Linked DNA regions of Mus musculus: all the other regions are linked to region 4. The links are chromatin contacts, called in public promoter capture Hi-C maps. All regions are on one chromosome and are shown on one strand. Each heading gives the region's core, a stretch centred on a gene start, on an enhancer-like site or on the middle of the called end of the contact. The rest is flanking DNA. Distances are from core to core; before and after follow the strand shown. Region 1 has its middle 8.2 kb from the start of Gm33887. Region 2 has its middle 8.2 kb from the start of n-TSgct1. Region 3 has its middle 27 kb from the start of Tlr5. Region 4 holds the start of Capn8 (calpain 8). Region 5 has its middle 9.3 kb from the start of Gm33747. Region 6 has its middle 24 kb from the start of Vmn1r1. Region 7 holds the start of Vmn1r1 (vomeronasal 1 receptor 1).

Region 1 (3,710 bases), core at 735-3,234, 320 kb before region 4:
GATTATTTGTGAATTTCCTACCATATGCCCCAATCTCACTCATCTCCCCACCCCTTTGTATCCACCCTCCATCCTTACAACCTCCCCTCATAAATTGAAATTAATTAATCAATTAAAACAACAGCAACAAACCCATCTCACTGTGGAAGCTGCAGTGGGCCATGGTGTATCACACAGTATATAACACCCTTTAACCTTTTACCTGTCACTTGCAAATGTTCATTGCAGCGAGCCACTGGTCTGGTTGGAGGTCCCTGGCTTCTGCTACCCTATCAATACTGGATCTTCTCCAATACCCTGTTGTGGTCCTGTCATGATAGTTTTGGATCTACAGGACTGGCCACTTTTCATGCTCCAGCAGTTCACAGATGGGATAGATGTTGGGGTGGACCAAGTCAAAGCCCTGGGTCTGGCCCTGGGCTACAGCTGAGTTGGTCAGCCCATGAGTTCTCCTGCATCCAAACCATCAAGGCAAGCTCTCCGGTACTGCCACATTAGCTTACCCAATGAGGCAGCTCGAGAGGGACAGAGCCAGCTCTCCCAAGTGCCTCAGTCAGTGAGGGACTGGGCTATCTCTGTGCAGCCCTTGGACATCAACACGGTCCCAGGAAGCAGCCCAGACCAGGGGCGTCTACATGGCCTTTGATGGTGACATAGGTCATAGACATCAGCATAGACCCTGCTGCTGCATGGTTACAGGTCCAGATGTGGCCTTCAGTGGCAGCACAGGCCAGGACTTTACCCTGGTTTCAGGTGGCAGAGCAGGCTACTCATGTCAGACTATTCCTCTCTACTCTCAAGTCTTCAGATCCACCTCTCTTTGAAGCGCTCAAACCGTTCTGTTTCTCTTCCTAGCCCATCTCTCCAACACATACTTACACATTAGAGTGGCTCCCGCTGTGGGTAGGTCACACAGCCATTGGGCCTCCGGGTATCTTTTGCCTGCCACACAGTGTGGCAGTGGACAGGCCATTCCACTCTTATTTTCAATGTGCTATATTCATTTATCACCATCTGCTGTTCAGTTCTCCTGAACTCAGTCCTTCCCAGTGCTCTCTGTCTTTGTGGAGTCCCTATGCTTTTGAAGGGTTTGGTTTGTGACATATTTAATCTCTCTCTCTCTTTTTATTTATGGCATTGACTATACTTGATTCTGGCTCTGACACAGGTCTGACTGCCTTTTTTGCTTGCTTGGTTTTGTTTTCTAAATCATTATTCCACTTCATTCCATGAAAGTTTTCGAGTTCTTCTCGCATAATTAAATGGGAAAGTGCACACGAAAGAGAAGAGAGGCTATGAAGGATAACAAATCCAGTTCCTCTTCCTGAGGACTTCACAGATGCTTACAGACACTGAGGACTTCACAGACGCTTCAGTGGAGCGAGACAGCAGTGAGCAAAGGACACAAGGAGGGGGTGCATCTGAACCCCAGGAGAAGAGGGAGGCCAGTCTAAGACTGAAAGCCAGAAAGCCAGCATCAGGAGACACGAATGTTTAAGGATGGAAGGGAAATCAGAAGTAGCGGCCAGGGACTTTAAACAGTTAACAAATGTGAACAGCTCTGTGCTTGTTATCAGCAGGCTTCGAACACAACCTAGTGCTAAAGATTAAAAGCGATTTAACAACAACAAAAAAAAAAAAAAAAAAAAAAAAAAAAAAGAAAGAAAGAAAGATTGAAAGAGAAAGAAAACAAAGGCCTTTCTTACAACGGTGTGTTGGACCAGATTCAAGCTCTCTGGGAGCGTAGCTTATCTACCGCACGGTGTGTCCTGGTTGCTCAGGCTGTTTCTTGTTTTCTATCCACTCTAATTTGGTGCAAATTGAAAAGCTACTGATCAGAAAATGGGTCAGTGAATGACACAGGGCATGTTGCCAGCACTCCTGCAAACAGAAAGGAAGACGGACATTTTAAAGTAGTCCCCGTGTACAACTAGACACCCATCCCTTCTCTTACGTAATGCCCCCAACCCGTAGTAGGACAGTTGACAGTGTTCATATTTCATCAAAGAGGACAATTGGGGTTGTTCAAGGTGACCTTCTGTAGCCTGAACTCTAATCCGTGGCTGTCTGCACCTTTGCTGGTGAAAAAGATCAGCTCCCGTGTTCAGAAATACCTGGCATTACACCTGCCATGCTCTCATGGTCACAGGCTCCAGTTTTCTGCTGCACTTTTTGTGCTAAACATTGCTGACACGGATGGTGAGCTAGTACCAAGTCTTCTGCCCAGTTTCGTGTTTCCCTTTTGCCTAAGAGAGGACCTTGCCACTAGGGCAGTAAGTGGTGTCTGGTTGGTGTGACATGCCCAGGACAGATGGCTTCTGCATAGAAAACCCTACTGTAGGTGCTGCTTGCCTCTGTCGACCTCGAGCTGGTTATCTTGTATTCAAACACTGTAGCCTATGGAGGAGGTCACCTGATAATTCCTCATCTGATTTTGAAAAGTACTTTAAACATAAAATTAAAAGGCCAGACGTGTGTCTCAGTGGTGAAGGGCTTGTCAGGTATAAGCTCCTGGCCTCAATCTTTAGCATTGAGGTGTGGGAGAAATTAAACAAAACAAAACAAAACAAAACAAAACAAAACAAAACAAACAAACAAAAAAACCCCACAGCTACATTAGTATTGGAGTTTTAGGCTTCTTGACAGTGAAGAGTGCTGTTTAAGCTTGCCATCCTCACTTCCATCTTTTCTCTCTGAGCACCAAGAATAACATTCATGCTGTCTTGGCGAGGCAATGTCTTAGGCAAATATGAAGTGATAATCCGGCATGTCCAACTACATCTACCCACTAAAGAGACTAGTCTCCTGGGGGGGAGGGGGAGATCTGCATTCTTAACATAACTTCAAAGATTTAAGAAGTAAGATGATCTGGGTACTTATCTCCTTCTGGATGCTTCTTTGACAATGTGGGACAATGTGAGTCAACTCCTACTCTTGTCCCCGAGGGGTAGGGAGAGTCCCAAGGCAAATGGCTACCAGGGAGTAGATGAGAAGGTAGAAGGCCCAGCATGCATCATAGCCATCAATCTTTGAAGATCACAGTGATTAACAAGATGGATAGCCATCTGGCCTCCAAGAGCCTCCTCCTGCTTTGCCTACACAGCTGTTCCTCTTTGCTCTCAGCGTCAGGGTAGAAGTCTTTAGTGCCTCTGGCTGCCTGCCCATTACTCATCACCCAGAGGTGCCCCAGATGTCAGTCCTCTGTTTTCACAATCTCTGCTGGAATGCAGGTGTTTGTCGCACTGCTGTGAGAACCTCCTAAGTTTCAATGTCCTGCGAGACATAAAACCATGCCAGGAAGTTTGGTAAGGTAGAGCAGGTCGAGACCTGGAGACTCTTTGGACACACACCTGAGGCTCAGGTGACTCCCAGCTCCCTGCCAGACTCCTGACTCCTGAACACATGCCATGCTTCTCACATCATAAAAGAAACCTGTTCTATGGTCACGTAGGCTCAAAACAGAGTTCTCCATGCTCATGAGGTACCTAGAGGACTTGAGGGCTTAACAATAAGCTTCCCTTCCCAGACATTCCTCCCTGCAAAGGGTATTTAAACTCAGGCCCACCCTGAGAAGTAGAGTATGGATTTATGCATCCATCGTCTACCCTGACAATAAACTCTTTAGAACCATGGGCTGTCTCTTTTGTCAAGATCTTCCATGAGGAACCCGGGGAAGGTTTTTGTCTACAGAGGCACAGCTTTAATCTCTA
Region 2 (3,221 bases), core at 68-2,567, 500 kb before region 4:
ACATGCATGATGCACATTTATGCATGCAGCTGAAACATACATGTAAAGTAGAAATAAGTCAATAGAGAGGTGGTGTGACAATGAGCTCAAGATAGAAGAGGGCTGGGGATGTGGTAGGGCACACGTGTAGCCTGAGGGTGGTCCTTGTTCAATGCCCTGCACCAAAGATACACTCAAAAGTGGAGAAAGTCTGAGGCTGTAGGCTGTGGTAGATCTAGCCTAGCATACCTAAGAGTTAGGACCTACCTATTGTAAACAAAAAAAAAAAAACTGAGCCAAAAAAATGTAGCAGCGGACTGAGCTTGTGTGCCTGCATCCAGGAATCAGTGCATATGGTGAGGAAGCACTGTGGGCAGGAGGGGCTGGTTGGGGAATTAGAGTCTCCAAAGGCAAAGGATCTAGGGGCTCAACGGTAGGACCAACCTTGGCTCCAAGGTGAGATCCCGCCAGTCTTGGTCATTTAGTGCTGCTGCCACACAACACACCCAGACTGGGCAACAGTAAAGGCAAGAAATGTACTTCTCATGAGGTGTTGGCGCCTGTTAGGGGTCTTCTTGGCTGTATCACTCCTTGGCATAAGAGAGCCGGGCGTGGTGGCGCACGCCTTTAATCCCATCACTTGGGAGGCAGAGGCAGGCCGATTTCTGAGTTCAAGGCCAGCCTGGTCTACAAAGTGAGTTCCAGGACAGCCAGGGCTACACAGAGAAACCCTGTCTCGAGAAAAGAAAAAAAAAAAAAAAAAAAGGAAAAGGGGCCGGGCAGCGGTGGTGCACACCTTTAGTCCCAGCACTTGGGAGGCAGAGGCAGGCAGATTTCTGAGTTCAAGGCCAGCCTGGTCTACAGAGTGAGTTCCAGGATCTCCAGGGCTATACAGAGAAACCCTGTCTCAAAAACAAAAACAAAACAAAACAAAAGTGCCCCCCTCAACGTTGTATTGCTCCAGTGTAAAACTTTAACCAGGGGGAAGCATTCAGACAAATACTTTTCTGACAGATGAAGGTAGGAAGTGATTCAAAGATACTGAGCAGGTGGGGGAGGGAGCCGGTAGACTTGATATCAGGCTCTTCCTCAAGCTCCCAGCTCCTCTCACTGTCTTTGCTGACAGTGGAAGAACTTTGAGGGTGCCGAGAGGCCAGGATAATGGGCAACAGAGCCAGAGTGCCAGAATCAGTCCAGCGTGTACGTATCCAACACGTTCCCAATGCAGAGAAGCCTTAAAGATACAGTGACGGAGGGTCTGAGTCCTCTCCCAGAGCTTGTAGACTGGAGGAGGAGCCTGCACAGGCAGTGTTAAAATGGTGGTGAGTGTGGCTTGTGCTGAGTAGGAAATGAGTGGAACACAAAGGCCAGAAAGACTACTTCCGGTGGGGAAAGCCTCGCAGTGTGGCTGAGTGAGGAGAAGTGGTGTAGGTGAGAAAAGCTAGATCAGGCCTCTCTGGAGCACTCAGGTGTAGCCTGCAGGAAGGGAAGGCTTCCCGCAGGGCAGCCGGGAGGGAGGGAGGAAGGAAGGCCTGTGAGGAGAGTGTACAGACCTTATGGATGGAAAGAAGCAGAAGCTTAGAGACAGAACCAGACCGGGCTAGTTGGCTGCCGCAGCGGGCTTCAGTGACTGGCCAGGTGAGGCATGGATAGGAAGTGATGAGGGAGTCACTCAAAGGAGAATCGGTTTTCTGGAGGAAGATGACAAGGAGCTTATTTGAGCCTGTGGACCAGAGAGGCCTTTAGGGATGTAAATGGAAGACAAGGACCCCCAAAATGCCAGCACTTAGGAAGTATAAGCAGGAAGATCAGAAATCTATGGTCATCTTCAGTGACAGAGGGATTAAAGCCATCCCGGGACATATGAGACCTTGTCTAAAATGAAACAGAGGCGGGATAGGGGCACAAACCGGTCATCCCAGGACTTGAGAAGATCAGGAATACAAAGCCAGCTCCTGCTACATGAGCTGCCTGAGGCCAGCCTGGGCTACATGAGTCACAATCTCAAAAATAAATAGTCAAATAATAAATAAGTAGTAAGAGTGAGTCTGTCAATCTAGTGCCGAGAGGCCGGAAGGGCGCCTCGAGTCTCTAAAACCAGCTCAGACTGGGTAGTGAGTTACAGACCTGTCTGAAGAACGAGAGTCTGAGAGAGTGACAAGTGTGGGGGAGGGGGACACAAAGATGTTCTTAATTGTGTCGCTCTTGAAAAATAAAGACAAGAAAGTACACAATCCAGTCGGGTGAGGAGGGGCAGGAGCTGTAAAGTAAAGGTGAGAAGCAGACACAGGGAGGCCATCAGACAAAGAGTGGAGTGGCACAGGAAAGCCAGAGGAAGTAGCTCACTCAGCCTTGGAGGAAGAACGGTAGTCTAACCATTAGAAAACCTTTCTTAAGCCAGGCACAGTGCTTACTGGGGACAGGGGTGGGTGGGTAGAGGATGGAACTCAGTGCCTGGTGCATGCTAGGCAAGTGTGCCTGCTACAGAGGTATGCCTTTGCCCACCCATAAAGTAGATACAGTTGATATGTACATTTTTAAAAAGAAAATAATCTCTCTCTCTCTCTCCCTCTCTCTCTCTCCTCCACCCTTTTATTCTCCTACCTACCTTCCACCTCTCTCTCATACCCACACTCTGGAGAACTCATGAAAGCAAGCAAGGTCTCTCAAACTGGGCGCTTGCCAGTTTGGCTAGACTGGCCTGGGATCTTCCTCTCTGCCTCTGCAGAGCTGGGATCCTAGGCCACCAGGCCTGGCTTTTAACATAGGTCCTGGGAGATCTGGACTTAGGGTGCCTGTCTTCCTCAGCGACTGTGTTACTGACCAAGCCACCTTTCCAGCCCCACTGGGGACGGTTTTTAACTAATGTCTCCTCAATTGTCACGGCTGGTAAAGAAAAGGTCCCAGGGCTGGTGAGAGACTGAGCTGAGATTTGCAGGTGGATCTACAGGTTTGCTGACCAAGTGTGAAGTCTTGCACTCTGTGAAGAAGGAGAGACTGGTGGCGGTGGAGCGCCCACCAGAGAATTTAGCTGCCATTCTCAGCAGGACAAGCAGAATGATAGGCGAGCTCCTGACAGGGCCATACAGCAACTGGAGTGGCCAGGGAAGCTTCAGTTCTCCCCAGCGCTTGCCTTTCACACCTGAGCTTGGCCTGCATGGGAGAGGGGCTTCTGCATCGCTCAAGGAATTCCAGAATGGAAGGAAACCTCGGGTTCCCTGCCAATGGTAACGTTCATCCAA
Region 3 (3,455 bases), core at 755-3,254, 360 kb after region 4:
GCAAGGGGTATCTTGGCATGTAGGGATTGGTCAGGGATGACTTCAGCCAACTTGATCCATTTATCTATAACCTCTGTGATTTGGGGGGGGGGGGTGTTACTTTCCTTCTATTCACTGATTGGGTTGGGCCCAGGGCAGTTTCTTCCTGGAATTTTTTGTGGTATTTCTATGAACCAGAGTCCAACCCGGGGACAAGTGGGCTCCAGATGTTAAGTCAGCTTACAGATTGAGTTTCTCACGTCGCCTGTGTTCCTCATGTGCATGAGATACTGGGGCTCAAGAAGTCTACCCGAGCCGGGTGTGGTGGCACACGCCTTTAATCCCAGCACTCGGGAGGCAGAGGCACGCGGATTTCTGAGTTTGAGGCCAGCCTGGTCTACAGAGTGAGTTCCAGGACAGCCAGAGCTATGCAGAGAAACCTAGTCTTGAAAAAGCAAAAACAAAAACAAAAACAAACAAACAAACAAACAAAGAAGTCTACCTGAGTCTCATATTCGATGTTGTAGTGTCCATGTGACTGTCGATGTGACTCACAAGCTCCTCCCAGACGGCCCATCATAAATCATAGTCCGGGCTGGGCAGAGTACTTGTCTAGCATTGGCACATCCCTGGCTTTGATCCTAAAATAATACATGCATGGGGAATTATAACTATAATCTAAACATTTGGCAGGTAGAAACAGAAAGCTTCGAAGTTCAAGGTCATTCTCAAATATATAGGGAGTTTACAGCCAGCCCGGTCTACATGAGACCCTGTTTTATTTCTTAAAAAATAACAATAACTGTAGTTGGGATGCTTGCTGGCCAAAGCTGCCAAGCTACATTTCAACAGCCTAGGGATCAACTCTGAGTAGCCAAGGGTGAAGACCAGACTTCTCTTTTTGGTTAAGTTTTTACTACCTACCTGCTGACAGACATTTGGAGTGTGGGCAATAGCGGCTGTTTGGAATAAAGCTATTATCATGGAACAACATGGGTGGATCTCAAACACAATAGGAACACAGACCAATTATTCCGCAGGAAACCACAGAAAGAGGGACTCTCAATGTGTGGTGGTGGTAAAAGGATTGCTTGTAACTACAGACGATGAGGGGGCAACAGCATTTTGTCCTGTGCAAGCCACACACACCATGAAGTGGATGTTTTTCTCAGCTCGTCCCTACTTACCGAGCTCTTGCCAGCCACTCTGATAAGCACTCCACCATAAAATATAATAAATAAATATAATAAAATGCTTATGCTTTGATAACACAAGTGGGCATTATGAACCCTCATCTTACAGCAAGATAAAGGAGCTGAGGCCGACAGAAAAGAAATGACTTGCCAAAGTGACACCAGATGAACAGCACTGCTTGGCTTTGAACCTAGGTCTGTAGCATACCAGAACATCAGCCTGGGTCAGCACTGTGGCCTCCCCTCACTCCTCTCTGGATGGCAATCTGTCTTCTCATCTGTGTCTTTCAGGCCTTCCCACTCACGAGCCATCCTCAGGAGCAGAGGAGACATCAGCTTTAAGAGACAGGACCTTGCATTGGAATAGTTTATAAATAGATATTTTCTGTTGATACATAATAGCCATACATTTTATGAGGTGCAGGGCATCTCTTTAATATATGGATACAATGTATGCAGTCTGATGGCATAGCTGGCATAGCTGTTGCCTCGGATACAGATAGCTCTTTGTTTTAAAGGCACAGCACAAAAAAAGCCAGAAGCCACTTCTCCCCAACTTTCTCTATTATTGTTTTTCATGGTGTGTGTGTACGTGCAGATCAGAGGTTGATGTTGGCTATCTTCCTCAATTGCTCTCTACCTTATTGTGGGGGTAGGGTCCCTCACTGGCCGAGTCATCTCCTAGGTTCTTTTCGTCAACCCTGGCATTGGCTGTACTGAGGGGAACGTGGCAACACAAACAGAAAGGGCAAGTGTGCTCTGCACAGTGGTGAATGAGGGAGCTTTGCGACAGCAGCAAATGAGCAGGAAGCTGAGGACTGAGTCGGTATGTCGCATCTTTTCCTTCCTCCGTGATGCATCTGTGGTCTCCCAGGCAGATCCATCTGTGGCTCACCAAGATGCTAGCACAAGAAAAACACCGAGTTTACTGCCACAAAGAGAGATGGCAGAGTTGCAACCGATTCCAGGGTTCTAGTTTCCTTTTCCTTCAGCTGACAATTTGCAATGTTGACTGTGTAATGATCAGTGGAATAATGAGTGAATCTTAAGTTCTTCTGGAGTCTCACCTTGATGGGTTTCACAAGAGTGCTGGGTAGTGTGAGTCAGGGTTTGCACCAGTGATCAGAAACATGGAGCTGAGTCTCCCTGGGACCCCTGGGTTGACCGAGCTGCTGCCTGTTGTAGCGCTCGGAACTGCCAAGTCACTGCACATGCGTTGACTTTATGAGCGCTCAGCCAGGTTTCTCATGGATCCCTAAGGATCCCTTTTCCCCATCCTTCCCTGGCTTTGGTCTCCCTTTTTTCTAACACGTCTCTCCTTCTACTCTTCTGGTCTGGGAAGCTGTCGAGGTAGAACTGATAGGGTTGAGGCACTCTGTCTAAAGCCGTTCTTGCTCGGCACTCTCTTGCTCTTTCCTATTCCAGCCCTCACTTTCCCCACTTCCTCTTTTCTCAGGGAAGCACTGTCAATAAATCAACTTTTCATTTCAGCATCTGCTTTCCTGAGTCTGCCCTCGGTGCTGGTTTTGTAATGTTAACTAAAATAAGTGCTTAAAGAACACTCTACCTGGACCTGGAGAGCTGGCTTGGTGGTTAAGAGCACGCTAGCTGCTCTTCCAGAAGACGGGGGCTAAATTCCCAGCTCCCACCGCACAACTGACCGTAATTACAGTTCCAGGGGATCTAACTCCCTCACACGGACATACATGCAGGTAAATCAATGCACATAAGAGAGAGAGACAGCAAGAGAGAAAGAGAGCGAGAGAGCGAGAGAGCAAGAGAGAGAGAGAGAGAGGGTGAGAGAGAGAGAGAGAGGGAGAGAGAGAGAGAGAGAGAGAGAGAGAGAAAGTGCTTCACCTCTTTCAATACTAAGTAGAGCTGCACACATCTGCCTTTAGACTCTGGCCACCATGTCAACTCGTGATGGACTGCAAAGTCCCCTGAGTGTAAATGTGCTTCTTTTTTTTTTTTTTTTTTCCCAAGTCAGGAGCACAGCTTTTATTGAGAATTCTCCTTGATTTGTGTGCCATGGTAAATGGAAGAGATGCTGTAGTATCGATTGTGATGATGCAAACTTCTACAGTATATGTGCTTCTTAAAAGAAGCACTGCTATTTTCAGGCTGAGAATACGGTTCTGTAGATAAGAATTCTTGCTTCGCAAGCACAAGGACCCACTTTTGAATCCTGGGCATCCATGTTACACTTGGGCATGGCTCTACGAGCCCAGCACTGGGGGAAGTGAGGCAGACAAAGACAGCCTAGCCAAGCTGATAAGCTTCAGG
Region 4 (3,461 bases), core at 904-3,403:
GAGAGGGGGGCGGTGCTTCAGGGAAGCATAGGGAAGAAACACAGAGGAAAAACAAACGCTCCCATGAGTTCTTTATTAACTAACCAGTGACCCTGTCTGGGGCTACCAGGTCTGTAACATCCTGGGTCTATCTATTTATCTACTGGAAATCTATCTACTGGAAATCTAGATATGCGGTTGTTTCTTCATATAACAAATATTTACTGTGTTTCTGGGAGAGTCCTAGGAGCCGGGGACTGAGTGGCAAATAAAACTGGTCCCGATAAGTGTCCTTGTGGGACACAAAGCCTGATGGGGCCGAGAGGCTTTAACTCACTGAGGACAGGAGTCCGTGCTGGGCGAGGCTTTGCGTACTCATCTGATAGTGTGAAAGGAGGGAGGGGCTAAATTTGAGGGGTGGCCTTGGGGAAAAACTTCCGGGGCACAGGTCTGAAGGATGATCAGAGAGCAGAGCAGAAGAGTATTGCAGTTTGGCAGGAACAGCGCCTGCAAAGCCCTGAAGTGGGACAAACACGACATCCCCTAAACAGAAATCAATGCTCCATGGAGGAAGGAGAGACACGGGAACAGGTGGCAAAGTCAGCAGGACGGGTGTGCTCCGGCTCCCACTAGCCACGCAGAAGCCCGGCGTTCCTCTTAGCTTGCTGGGGATGGCCAGAAAACTGTGTTCAGAGCAACCACTGGTTCCTGTGACTCAGCACGAATCTCAGTTAACTAGGCAATAGGGTCAGGAATAAAAATGCCTCCTCCACCCAAATTAGGGCTTCAAGGCTTCTAGGATCTTCAGTGTTCCAGGCAACGTCAGGGGATGGGGTGGAGCTGGGGTTCTGGTTTAGAGGAAGGGTAGGTCAGCCTTGTGCAGGGTGGAAACTTAGCTGTGAACCCTCAGTGAGCCCAACACTGAGCGAGTGTTAACGCAAATAGAGGCGTTGAGGGAGTAATGGGGGCTCCTGAGGCACGGAGGAGCCAAAGCTTTCGTATAACTGCCTCCTGTCCTGGAAGGTCATGCTGACCTTGTATTTCTGGTGAATCACGGGAAACCCTGCTTTTGTCTGTTTCATGTCTGGCAGGTAAACATGCTCTCTCAGAAGCACCAAGCTCAGGGCTGAACACGTGGATGACCCTCAGCGGGAAGACCGGCAGCCTCAGAGGCTGTCTGGTTCAGAGACCAGTGTGAACCCGCTTTAGAATCATCTGCAGGTGAATGGTCTAAAGACTCTGATATGGGTCCTAGAGACTTAGCTCAGAACTGCTGAATCATGATTATTTTATATTCTGTTTTATTTCATTTTAGAGACAGGGTCTCACGTAACCCAGGTTGGATTTGAACTCACCATTTAGCCCACAGTGACCTCAGACTCCTTATTCTCTGGTCTCTACCTCTGAATGTAGATTGTCCTGCTTGTGCGGCAAGCCCTCGTATCCACTGAGGCATCTTACAGCCAGCCCCCAGAACACTCTTTGAGATGGTGGCGATTAATGCAGGTTACTAGGGAGACTGTGTTGTGGGTAAGTAGTTCAGAGAATTCTTGTCACACTGTACTGGCTGCCTGTGTCTTCTGTAACAAACGAACACAAGTGACTGAAAAGAGCAGAAGTTGGAGATGGAGCAATGGCTTAGGGTTTGAGAGAGCACTGGCTGTTCTTGCAAAGATCTGCGTTGGACTCCTAACACCCACATGGAAGCTAACAGTTGTCTGGAACTCCAGTTCTGGGGACTCTGGTGCCCTCTTCTGGCCTCCAAGGACAGATCACTTATGTAGTGCACAGGTGTACATGCAGGCAAGGCACCATGCTCGGTAAAAATGAAAGAGCAGAGGGTTAGTCTCTTTCTGTTCTGGGCACCCACAGACCTAAGTCATTTCCACTGGACTAAAACCAAGGCATGAGCAGGGCCTCTCCTTACAGAGTCTCTGGAGGAGAAATCACCCCAGCCTATCCAACTTGGAGACTCCTGATAGCCTCCATTGTGGTGTCCAAATAGTGAACAGCAGGAGAAGGTGGGGCAGAGTTGCCTGCACCTTGGATACATATTTGACTCTGTTTATGACTCATGTCCCTTTGGAACAGGGCCTCCCTCAGGTGCAAAGTTTACAGGCCACACCTCCTTGGGAGCTGCCTTAAAGGGCAGCATCCCCATAGGGCAGATGTCTGAGAGGACACAGAAGCCCTGCTTTCCTGTCACCTACAGGACGCACAGGCAGGCCATGGCAGCCCTGGCAGCTGGAATATCCAAGCAACGTGCAGCTGCTCAGGGCCTTGGCTCTAACCAGAATGCTGTGAAGTATCTGGGCCAGGACTTCGAGACCCTGAGAAAGCAATGCTTGAACTCAGGGGTCCTATTTAAAGACCCGGAATTCCCGGCATGTCCGTCAGCTTTGGGCTACAGGGATCTTGGACCAGGCTCTGCAGAAACTCAAGGCATCATATGGAAGCGACCCACGGTAAGGCAATAGGGAAGTGACCATGGCAAGGCACAATTGAGTGTCACACAGGGTACAGAGTTGTCACATCAGGTCAAGAGTTGAAGTAAGTAACAGTGCAGGGTTCTGTTTTCAGATCCTATAGTTCTGATATCCGCCTTACTTCCTAACATTATTTCTAAGGAAGAACACACACAAGCTTTAGAGCTGGACAAGTCAGACCTCATGAGTGGCTCTGCTGATGTGGCCTTGGCTCTGCTGATGTGGCCTTGAGCGACAGCTCTCTGAGCTTCAGTTTTTCCACCCTAAAAATAGTGCGGCTGGAACCATTGTATTTCAGTGTGGTTAGGAGAATGAGAAATAAATCTCAGGGTGTAATTGTCCTGCGTGTAAGAGACACAGAACACAGGGTACTTAGCACTGCACAGTGCCCCCGGGCCAGCACACAGGGGAACAAACCAAGGTTAGACACAGTCAGCTAGGGGCAAACTGTGATAGCATCGCTGCTGAGGGACATGGGTTACTGAAGGTCATAGAAGGTTCCACCAAGGCTGGAGAGAAGAGAGAGGTGGAGGCCATCCTAAAGTTGGTGGGTGTGGTCACACTGTGGTCTTGATGTACATGTCCCTGATGATAATGGATGCTGTGCTTTCTATATCATGGGTGCATCCTCTAGAGGGACAACTGTTTAAAACCTTTGCTCATTTCTCAATGGTTCTGCTTGCTTTTTTGTTTGACTTTGCACTTTTGAGGATAACCCTTTCTTTACTTTGGGAGCATATATGTGTATATATATATATATATATATATATATATGTGTGTGTGTGTGTGTGTGTGTGTGTGTATATATATATATTGCATCTAATAATCCTGGACATTAAGGTGTTTGCTTCATTTGCTCTTCTGCATCCTGATAGCCCTTTATTTTTACACACATACAAGAGAAAATATGTGATATTTATCTCTGTGAATTGGGTTCACTTCAGGTAAAATGGTGATTTTTTTTTTTTGCTTCTGTCCATTTTCCTATAAATGACA
Region 5 (3,343 bases), core at 820-3,319, 510 kb after region 4:
TAAGCCGAATAAACCCTTTCCTCCCCAACTTGCTTCTTGGTCATGATGTTTGTGCAGGAATAGAAACCCTGACTAAGACAAATTGGTACCAGCAGAGTGGGGTATTCCTGTGACAACCTGACCATGTTTTCGGGAGGACTGTGGAAGGACTTTGGAACTTTGGGCTTGAAGATCCATCCGTTGTTAAGAGCTCTGTCGGATGTTGTGTAGGAGCTTGGAAGATAATATTGAGAACACTGCAGAAGATGGAGGTCTAGTTTGTGAAATTTCAGAGGGAAAATTAAAGACTCTTTTCAGGGCCATTGCTGTTTTGATTGTGAAGATTCTGTAGTTCTGGTTAGCTGGGGCTGAAGAATCAGCTGTGATTAAAAAGATACCAGAACTACCAAAGCAAAAACTTTGCATTACTGGGACTATTGATGCTGGTTAGCTGGAGCTAAGAAATTAGCGGTGATTAAGAAGAGACCAGCATCATTGAGGTGACATCTTCTGGGAAGTGTTTTCTGAAAGCACAAAGACGCTGTGTTCCAGAGATAGCCAAGGTTGTACTCCTGCTGCAGTGGGACTTGGTAATGTGTAAGGGTCACCCACGGTGGTACTGGTTTTGAAGCCATGAAGGGGTCACACAGAGCAGCTGAGGCTTGGCACTGTGAGAGGCCATGGAAGGCATTGGTGAAGGTGCAGCCTCAGTTGCAATTGACGGCCCAGGACTGAAGGGGTCATGCAGTGTTTTGGAGATGCCAGTACCATGAGATGACCACCAAGAGCAGCAGCAGCAGTGGAGTCCAGGCATCTGGAGCCTAGAGGATCGACGTGTGTGCTACAAAGGGCATGGCTGGGAGAAGTGACCCAAGCCCTTGGAGGAGCCCAGAAGATGTGTGAGTTGGATCCCAGACATTGGATGGGTTAGAGATTGACTTTTTGCTTTTGATTGTGACTGTGCTCTGATATTTTCCCTCTTGAAGGAAGAAACTATTTTTAGTGGAGCCCACAGTTAAGAGATTTTTAATTGTAAAAAGACTTTGGATTTTAAAAGATACTGGATATTTTAAAGGGATTGACTTTTAATATGTAAAGACTGTGGGACTTTTAAAGTTGTTTAGATCTTGGGGATGAATAAGAAATTAAGGGTTGAGGCTTTCTAGTGATGTGTTTGTGTGTCAAGTTGACAAGGGGTCAATTGTACTGGCTAGTTTTGTGTCAACTTGACACAGCTGGAGTTATCACAGAGAAAGGAGCTTCAGTTGAGGAAATGCCTCCATGAGATCCAACTGTAAGGCATTTTCTCAATTAGTGATCAAGGGGGAAAGGCCCCTTGTGGGTGGGACCATCTCTGGGCTGGTAGTCTTGGTTTTATAAGAGAGCAGGCTGAGCAAGCCAGGGGAGGCAAGCCAGTAAAGAACATCCCTCCATGGCCTCTGCATCGGCTCCTGCTTTCTGACCTGCTTGAGTTCCAGTCCTGACTTCCTTGGTGATGAACAGCAGTATGGAAGTGTAAGCCGAATAAACCCTTTCCTCCCCAACTTGCTTCTTGGTCATGATGTTTGTGCAGGAATAGAAACCCTGACTAAGACAGCAAGCATGTGTAGGCCTGAGGGACTGTGTCTGGGTACCAGAGGCAGACATTACCGCCAGCCCTTTGACTGTCTCAGAGAAGCAACATGTCACCGGAGAGGCTTTGGGGGTTTAAAGACTCACGTTATTTCCAGGTTGCTCTCTCCCTGCTTCTGGCTCTTGCTCATGGTTCAGCATCCTGCCTTGCTCCACCATGCCTGCTGCTTGCTGCCTCTGCTCCCCAACAGTGGATTCTTATCCCCCTGGAACCAGAATCCAAAATAAACTGTCACTTCCTTTGGTCTTGGTGTTTTATCACAGCAACAGCAAAGTGATGGATACATCAGGGGTCGTCAGAGACGCGCGAAGAGACCACGCTACTGTGCTACCGATGAGTGTTTTGCTTAAGACACACAGAGCCAAGCTGCCTTCTAAATATTTATACAGACATCCACAGAAGCTCCTCTCAGCCTGGCCGCTGAAGCTTCTGTTAATGCAGAGTCATTAGCACTTAGCCCTAAAGGAGGCATCTGCCTCACCACCCCCAAGCTCCAGGGAGATCGTGGAGAAGCGGCCGAGACCACAGGAGCGAGGTGGGTGGAGAGGAGTGTGCTGTCAAGTGTCGTCTTCCAGAAATGACACAGCTGTCACAATCATGAATACACAGCCTGTGTGCAAGGCCTGTCAAAAAGCAAACTGAACAACAACAAGAAGGCTTGCGAGCAGGAAGCTGACTAGCTGGAAAGAGGGAAGCCAACATGAGTGGAAGAGAGATAAGGGAAGGAAGGTATTGGGGTGTATATCTATACAAAGGTTCAGGGTGGGGGAGGGGGCGGAATTCACCTTCCCTGAACCTTCTGCAAGGCTGATCGATCAGAAGGTCAGTGCAGAGCCTGCTTACAGTCTGTGTGTGTGCGCGCGCGTGCTATCTTTAGCCTCATAAATAGCCATTCCTTGGTCACTCTGTATCAGACCTAAAATCCTATGACTAACAAGAATTTATCAACTTAACAGGATTCTAGTTTAACCAAGCAGAAGGCTGGGCGTCATCAGTAGCACCCATAGGAGTTGAAGCCTACAGGAGAGGTTCGCCAATGTAATGTTTCTACCAATATATTTGAAAATGCCTTGATTTGTGACTCTGTTCTCTTACTATCAAAAACTCAAACTATTTACCATGCTGGGATTGGGGGTAACCTAAATATGTGTTTAGGCATGGTCACTCATATTTGGTTTCATAATGAACCATCTCTTATCCCCTTTAAAGTGAGAGGTGTATTTTCTCTCTCTCTCTCTCTCTCTCTCTCTCTCTCTCTCTCTCTCTGTGTGTGTGTGTGTGTGTGTGAATAACATGTTATGTAACCATTAAAATAATAAACCCCATAAATATTTATGTATATGCATATGCATTGTATGTAGTTATTCTATTTTATAACTTCTTTTTTCACTCAACAGTGTCTTAAATGTCTTTAAAGGCTAGTTTATAAACATCTACACCACCCTTGTTAATGTGTATAAGATATTCCCTCTTTTTACTTAACCAAGGCTTTATTAATGAACATGAATTGTTTCAAGGCCTAGGACTGAACATTCCCACACATATATTTAGCTCATTTTGTCACTATTGATGGAGAAAAAAATTCTATGAATGAGTCTCTTCTAGGACAAACTGAATGTTCATAATATTCCTAGACACTGCTCTTTGAAAATGTTATTTTTATTTTATTTTTTAGAAAGGGTCTCAGTATGTAGAACAGGCTGGCCTGGGACTCACAGATATCCCCCTGCC
Region 6 (3,205 bases), core at 544-3,043, 380 kb before region 4:
TATTTTTAGAGAATGTGCATGTCAAATTGTAAAAAATTTGTTCTTAGTGTCCTCAGTTTCTACCTATTTCCACATAATGGTGTTAGTTCTTGAGGACTTATACTTAATCAATTGTTACAAATGGATACTCTTATTTCTGATTAATAAATAAATAAATCATGCACATGTGGCTATTTATACCGTTTCAAGCTTTCTAGTTACAACTGCTCTACAAAAGAAACAACTAAAAGTGTAGTTAGCTATTGCCTATGTTAAATTTTTTTATATATATACTTGGTGTTGCAAATCAGATTAAAACAGATAATGGAACTGGCTATAACATTCAAGTATTTGAGATGTTTTGTCAGCAATTTAATGTTGCCCATGCTACTGAGACTTTTTATAATTCTCAAAGACAAGGTATCGTGGAACTTTAAAAACTATATCTTCTTAAAAAACAAAAAAGGGGAGGAATTATATTCTCATGCACATTATTTAAATCACATTTTTATTTTTAAAATTTTAAAATTTGGATGTCAAAGAACTTACTAAATGCCTTATAGTATCTTAAAAGTAGACATAATCATGTCTAGGTGAGATGAAATGGATCTACTTATTGACACGTGGCTTGATCCTGAACAGCTACCCTATATTGGGGAAGAGGAAAAGCTTAGGTTTTCTCCACAGAATGCTGCAGAAGCATGACAACTGCCAGAATGATTCGTGCGACAGGCTAACCTGTGAGTTCGCTGAATGCCCTGACTGTGGTGACAAGAAAGCTGATTTGGGTATATGTTTCTGACCCACCTTTGCTTGCCTTTGTACCAGATTGGACAAGCTAAGCTGCCTTGCTTCAAGCCTTTTAACCTTATGGGACAGAGAACATTAGAGACTGTGGAAACTGACTTAAAAAGGTAGTCATAAAGAGGAGTTATAATGATTCTTCTCTTTCCTTTAATGTGACCAGTTATTCTAACACAATCTTGGACTGGTCTAGTAATAATTCAAATATTAGAGATTCCTATTGAAGATAGCTAAAAATCCTTACTAGCTACCAAAGTTAACTTGGAGCTTTGCCTATTTACATGAGAAACAGCCTTTCTGTTGATTCTCAAAGTCACTTCCCCCACACTGGGAGGTCAGTGTTTGAGCTTGATCATTGCTAATTTGCAACTGAGTAGAGTACCTGGACTTCTGCAAAGAAGCTTTTATCCTGTTGTTTTTCAACTGTCTCAGCTTTGTTTTTCAAGCAGGTCAGTCAATGCCCTACAGACTGTCTTCAGCAAGCTTGCAGCCACCTCCAGCAGGTGCAGGTGGCAGAAATTCATCAATATGAAGATGCATATTGAGTATATATTGTGGCTTTGGTCTGATTGGAATAAGGTGTGCTATGAGGGCCGGTTAGCCAATGACGGGCAACCAGTTTCTGAACTATATCAATCTAAGACAGAGGTATATGCCAAGAGGCCATGGTTTATTAATAATACACCACAGAGCCATGTTTGTGCAAAATAAACACAAATAAGCTGCATACATTCTCCTTGATGGATATGAATAGTTCGTGGAAAATCTGAATCCCCAAGCCAGGCACCACTGCCAGCCACCATAATCCCCAGGCAGGACTATGGAGCATAAATAAATTTTATGCCCCAGTCCAGCTAATTTTTATTACATATTTAGGGAGGAATTGTAGCCTCCCCTAGCCTTGAATAGGCTGGCTTTGACCTTGCTGCCACTGAGAATGAGATCACCTGGGGTGGACCCTTCTGACTTAGATGGCTCTATTGTTCTGTTGAACCTGCTGCTGCTCTTCTCCAAGACACTGCTACCTGCTGAGAGGCCCTTGAGATATTCTGGAGACAGCATCCAGCAGATCGCCTACAGGCTGGCAACAGGCACAAGAATGGATTGGCGGGCGATGGGTCTCCTCCCCACTTTACAAGCACAGACTCTTTGTAAACTTTGGGGGCCTTGAACAGAACCATGTCTTGGCCTCCATTATTTCTCTTGCCGTTTCCTTCCATACAGCTCTGGCCTCTCACTTAGGAACCCAGTTAGTGTGGCTGCAAGCTGCTATAGTCCCTAACCAATATCAACCTAAATGTAGGGAATCGCAAAGTGTTTCCACTAAAATCAGGAACAAGACAAGGTTGTTCATTCTCTCCACACCTATTCAATATAATATTTAAAGTCTTAGCTAGAGCAACAGGGAGATAGGGGGATACAGACAGGAAAAGAAGAAGTCAAATTATCTTTTATTTGCAGATGATAAGACTAAATATATAAATGACCCTAAAAACCCCACCAGGAAACTTCTACAACAGATAAATACTTTCAGCAATACCAAATTAACTCACAAAAATTAGTATTCTTCCTATATGGAAATGACAAATGGACAGAGAGAGAAATCAGGAAACTTTTACTATAGTCTCAAAAAATATATAAAGTATCTCGGGATAACCCTAACCAAGCAAATGAAAGACTCATGTGATAAAAACTTTAAGACACTGAAGAAAGAAATTGAAGAACATGTCAGAAGATGGAAAGATCTCCTATCTCAGGGATCAGTAGGATCAATATACTGAATGTGGCCATCCTACCAAAAGCAGTCTATAGATTCAGTGTACTCACCATCAAAGTTTGAACACAATTTTTCATAAAAACTGAAAGGACAATTTTCAGCTTCATATAAAAATGCACAAAAGAAATCCTATTGAAAACAATTCTGGAAATATCATCATCCCTGATCTCAGTTGGTACTATAGAGTAATTCATCATCATCATCATCATCATCATCATCATCAGCAGCAGCAGCAGCAGCAGCAGCAGCAGCAGCAGCATCATCAGCATCATAAGCATAGTATTGGCATCAAACAGACACAAGTCCATACAACTGAGGAAACCTGATTTTTGATAAGCAAAAAATGCACACTAGAAAAAGGACGGAATAGATGTTAAGAACAACAATTAATAAATGGGACCTTGTGAAATTGAAAAGCTTCTGTATGGCAAAAGACACCATCATTTGGTCAAAGCTGCAGGATACAGAATGGGAAAAGTTTATTAATTACACATCCCATAGAGAGTTAATATCTAAAATATATAAAGAACTCAAAAAACTGGACATCAGGAAAACAAATAACCCAATTAAAATGGGCTACATCCACTCCAACAAGTGCAGAACAGTATTTACAAAATGAAACAATGAAATTTGCATGTAAATGGA
Region 7 (3,228 bases), core at 510-3,009, 410 kb before region 4:
CTCCCCTTATCTCTCTCCTGCTTCCCCTCTTCCTCCTTCCCCTCTTCCTCCTTCCCCTCTTCCTTTCCCCCTCCTCCCCCTCTCTTCCTCTTTCCCTCTCTCCTTCTCCCTTTTCTTCTTTTTAAAAAAGATTTTTAAATTTATTTTATGTATATGAGTACACTGTAGCTGTACAGATGGTTGTGAGCCTTCATGTGGTTGTTTAGAATTGAATTTAGGACCTCTGCTCTCTCCAGTCAACCCCACTCACTCTTGTCGGCCCTACTCTGGCACAAAGATTTATTTATTATTATACTTAAGTACACTGTGACTGTCTTCAGATGCACCAAAAGAGGGCATCAGATCTAGTTATGGGTGGTTGTGAGCGTGAACTCATGACCTTCAGAAGAGCAGTCAGTGGTCTTACCTCTTAGCCTCATAGTGTATAGATCATAATATATAGAATTTTGATTCATGATCACAATCATGATAATAATCCATGATAATAATTTACATACCTAGTTATTGAACTAAAGGCCACCATGACTACTGACATATTAAAAGTGTTGAAAATTCTCATATATAATATGTGAGCTACTCTATGCTGTAATAATTCAGTCTTCCTTCGGACTACTAGAATTATTAGTAACTTTTATTATTTCAGAATGGCTTATGTTTCAATGGTAAACTATATATTTTTTGATGCTTATGCCAAAAGTAGGTTTAACGGAGAAAGCATTTCAATGTCTTTATTTTTATCTAGCCCAGAGATCATGTATGGTATGCCTTGATTGATTACCCTGAAGTCAATGTGCTAGTTCTTGTGAAGGAAGCTTGTTCATCACAGAATAATCAAATATTTACTGTTGGCCCTGTGTGTTTTTCAAACAGTTAATCATACGTTGTTCAGTACTGATGAACACCAAAGGACTGAACGTGGCATAACCACTGGACACAAACATCTGGACACAGCGATGGGTTGGGTCATTATTCCACATAACTCTCCAGGAGGAGGCAATGGAATCCAGACAGTACGTGACCAAAAAGAAGCTCACTAGCAACAGAATGTTCCGGACGGCCCTCTGCTCTGGGGATGCTTTGCGGGAAATGCTGGTGTTGTGAAGGTACTGACACTGCCTTTTATGTCTGCACAAGACAGTCACCATGTATATACTTGAAAGTACCATGAGCCCTACTAGAGAGGCATCCCGGAAGGCAGCCAGTATAGAAAGTAAGTGTCTCATGGTGTCACTAACAACCCAGAGAGAGCAGGATTTAGTGACCAGTATGAGAATGTGTGAGGTCACATTGTGGGCGGCCACAATGGAGTTTGAAAAAACATTAATGGACATGTGGAAGGCCCACAGGGAAAGAAAGCAGCACAAGTTGTGCCAGAGGGAGTTAGGTTTGACCTTTGCCAAACAGGAACTTCTGGGGCTGAGGAGGATGACCTGGAGGACGCTCAGGTGACATGTGGCACAAATGGAGACACCCCTCATCAGCCTGTACAAGGAGATCACTGATTTACATGTGAAGTCATCCCAAAACCCCTGGGACCCCAAAATGTCTGTAGCCATGGCAGCCATGGCCAGCAGCATCACGATGTGGCTTAGAGCCAGGACACCAATGGTTATGTTGATGGGCTTGTGCCTGAGTTCCTGAAAGAATGTGACCACGTGGGAGAGCAGGAGGATGGTGTTGGCTGAGACCCCAAAGACAATTTCAGAAAAAAAAGCATTTCTTATGCCATTGATATTGTATACTGGGTCGTTTCTGTTCATCTTATGGGGGAAAGGAACACACAAGGACACATCTGAAAGCAATGCAAGAAAAACCAGTTATTACCCACTGCTGTCGTTATCCATCTCAGCCCACACTATGGCTGTCTCGGAATGGATAAATCATGGTGTAGCCTGATCTGATCCTCATGTTCTCCAGGGACCATCCCCTCTCCCTTCTCCCCTCTCCTCCCCTCTCCTCCCCTCTCCTTCCCTCTCCCCTCTCCTTCCCTCTCCCCTCTCCCCTCTCCTTCCCTCTCCCCTTTCCCCCCTCCTTCCCTCTCCCCTCTCCTCCCCTCTCCTCCCCTCTCCTTTCTCCCCTCCCATCACTTTCTGGTCATGGCTGAATTCTATATCCTAATACTTGTTCCTGCAGTACATGTACTTTCTTATACTACAAAAATTACCATATAGTAGAGCAGATCTTACCTGAATAATATATATATATATATCTTTTTTTTTTTTTTTTTTTTTTTTTTTTTGGGCAACAGCAATGTCTTGCTTGGCTTTAGCCCTCCTCTTCCTCCTCCTTTTCTTTGAGACAGGATTTCATGTTGCACTGGCTAGCCTCGAAGACACTATGTAGCTAAGAGTGATCTTGAATTTCTAGTTCTCTCCTCCAGCACGCCCCCCCTCCCCGCCCCCCTCCCTGTCAGGTATGTACCATTATGGTTTGTGTGGTGCCTGGAATCCAACCCAGGGCATTGTGCCTGTGAGGTGAGCACTCTATCATCTGAGCTCCACTCTTAACTCCTCAATCTGCTTCCTCCCTCTTGATGTCAGTACAAAGTAACAGTTGTATCTTTTTGGTAGACTTAAATGAGGAAGTAGCATAGAAACAGAAATGAGGTCTTCCAAGTGTCAATGGATCAGATAACTACTTATCAGTATTAACATTATTGCTATTAGTATCAGTATTAACTTTATTCTAGCTGATGTATTACTAGAACAGATCTTGATACATCAACAGAAGGAATGTTGGTCCCTGTGGACTGATTCACACTGGTTGAATGAACATCCATGATCTGCTATACTATGAGAATGATCTTAAGTAGCCTATAACTCCAAGGTCCAGTCATCGTTTATATGAGAAAAGATGAGCTATACATACCAAGCTTGAGAGTGTTTCAAGTCTGTGATGATGTCTATAAAAAAGCAGCGATTGCTTTTTATTATTGTGTAGTTTCTCATACATGTAATGGGATATTTAGTACAGTTCTTTTAATAGTTGATCAATTCAGTCTCTGTTAAAAGATACAAAAGTTATCAAAAGCTTAGAATGGAATATAGTATCTGGTAGAATTTTAGATTTTTCCACTTTAACTTCCCAAGGTGGGACAGAGATTTCACATGGGTGGTGTTGTTGCTATTGTTTTGTTTTTAAATCATCATGCCAGAGTGACTAGTTCATTTGAATACAATCCAGCTATTAACTGGTAGAAACACAGGTTGATCAATATGTTTCTCTTTA

The links. Promoter capture Hi-C pulls out the DNA fragments that hold promoters and counts their contacts. Capture Hi-C pulls out chosen DNA fragments and counts their contacts.
Region 1: a contact with region 4 is called in a promoter capture Hi-C map of liver, with 3 times the contacts expected there. The contact joins the enhancer-like site here to the promoter of Capn8 in region 4. A contact is called at or near these places in 13 of 39 promoter capture datasets (the 3T3-L1 cell line, 3T3-L1-derived adipocytes, the HPC-7 cell line and 8 more).
Region 2: a promoter capture Hi-C map of embryonic stem cells shows a contact between it and region 4, with 2.8 times the contacts expected there. The contact joins the enhancer-like site here to the promoter of Capn8 in region 4. A contact is called at or near these places in 5 of 39 promoter capture datasets (the C10 cell line, HPC-7-derived erythroid cells, embryonic stem cells and 2 more) and 2 of 9 other capture datasets (liver and macrophages).
Region 3: a promoter capture Hi-C map of hematopoietic stem and progenitor cells shows a contact between it and region 4, with 4 times the contacts expected there. The contact joins the enhancer-like site here to the promoter of Capn8 in region 4. A contact is called at or near these places in 19 of 39 promoter capture datasets (the 3T3-L1 cell line, 3T3-L1-derived adipocytes, the C10 cell line and 13 more), 1 of 484 Hi-C or Micro-C datasets (bone marrow-derived macrophages) and 4 of 115 datasets of contacts at active chromatin or transcription factors (bone marrow-derived macrophages, embryonic basal ganglia, embryonic stem cells and 1 more).
Region 5: a contact with region 4 is called in a promoter capture Hi-C map of the HPC-7 cell line, with 4 times the contacts expected there. The contact joins the enhancer-like site here to the promoter of Capn8 in region 4. A contact is called at or near these places in 15 of 39 promoter capture datasets (the 3T3-L1 cell line, the HPC-7 cell line, cranial neural crest and 8 more) and 1 of 484 Hi-C or Micro-C datasets (embryonic stem cells).
Region 6: a contact with region 4 is called in a promoter capture Hi-C map of embryonic stem cells, with 7 times the contacts expected there. The contact joins the enhancer-like site here to the promoter of Capn8 in region 4. A contact is called at or near these places in 5 of 39 promoter capture datasets (the 3T3-L1 cell line, embryonic stem cells, hematopoietic stem and progenitor cells and 2 more).
Region 7: a promoter capture Hi-C map of liver shows a contact between it and region 4. The contact joins the promoter of Vmn1r1 here to the promoter of Capn8 in region 4. A contact is called at or near these places in 20 of 39 promoter capture datasets (the 3T3-L1 cell line, 3T3-L1-derived adipocytes, the C10 cell line and 12 more), 2 of 15 datasets of contacts at CTCF or cohesin (embryonic stem cells and large pre-B cells), 4 of 484 Hi-C or Micro-C datasets (bone marrow-derived macrophages, embryonic stem cells, liver and 1 more) and 4 of 9 other capture datasets (adipose tissue, embryonic stem cells, liver and 1 more).

The regions. Positions count from the first base shown.
Region 1 is chr1:182,247,752-182,251,461 of GRCm38.p6, forward strand. No RefSeq gene overlaps it. Among named protein-coding and RNA genes, the nearest start is that of Gm33887, 8.2 kb to the right of the region's middle. Within about 2 kb of position 1,985, at least 13 of the 459 cell types and tissues checked have an H3K27ac peak or open chromatin away from gene starts, as enhancers often do. A contact at or near this core is called in liver, where this site is marked.
Region 2 is chr1:182,062,579-182,065,799 of GRCm38.p6, forward strand. No RefSeq gene overlaps it. Among named protein-coding and RNA genes, the nearest start is that of n-TSgct1, 8.2 kb to the left of the region's middle. Within about 2 kb of position 1,318, at least 20 of the 459 cell types and tissues checked have an H3K27ac peak or open chromatin away from gene starts, as enhancers often do. A contact at or near this core is called in embryonic stem cells, where this site is marked.
Region 3 is chr1:182,926,102-182,929,556 of GRCm38.p6, forward strand. No RefSeq gene overlaps it. Among named protein-coding and RNA genes, the nearest start is that of Tlr5, 27 kb to the right of the region's middle. Within about 2 kb of position 2,005, at least 67 of the 459 cell types and tissues checked have an H3K27ac peak or open chromatin away from gene starts, as enhancers often do. A contact at or near this core is called in the HPC-7 cell line, bone marrow-derived macrophages and hematopoietic stem and progenitor cells, where this site is marked.
Region 4 is chr1:182,562,854-182,566,314 of GRCm38.p6, forward strand. Capn8 (calpain 8) reads left to right here and starts at 2,154. Exons shown (of 21, transcript NM_130890.2): 1 at 2,154-2,444. The coding sequence starts at 2,208. It overlaps Gm46248 (a long non-coding RNA gene), which reads left to right. Exons shown (of 4, transcript XR_001779884.1): 3 at 1,071-1,200; 4 at 1,295-1,628.
Region 5 is chr1:183,073,357-183,076,699 of GRCm38.p6, forward strand. No RefSeq gene overlaps it. Among named protein-coding and RNA genes, the nearest start is that of Gm33747, 9.3 kb to the left of the region's middle. Within about 2 kb of position 2,070, at least 32 of the 459 cell types and tissues checked have an H3K27ac peak or open chromatin away from gene starts, as enhancers often do. A contact at or near this core is called in the HPC-7 cell line, where this site is marked.
Region 6 is chr1:182,180,833-182,184,037 of GRCm38.p6, forward strand. No RefSeq gene overlaps it. Among named protein-coding and RNA genes, the nearest start is that of Vmn1r1, 24 kb to the left of the region's middle. Within about 2 kb of position 1,794, at least 7 of the 459 cell types and tissues checked have an H3K27ac peak or open chromatin away from gene starts, as enhancers often do. A contact at or near this core is called in embryonic stem cells, where this site is marked.
Region 7 is chr1:182,156,339-182,159,566 of GRCm38.p6, forward strand. Vmn1r1 (vomeronasal 1 receptor 1) reads right to left here and starts at 1,760. Exons shown (of 1, transcript NM_001166728.1): 1 at 840-1,760. The coding sequence starts at 1,760. The coding sequence ends at 840.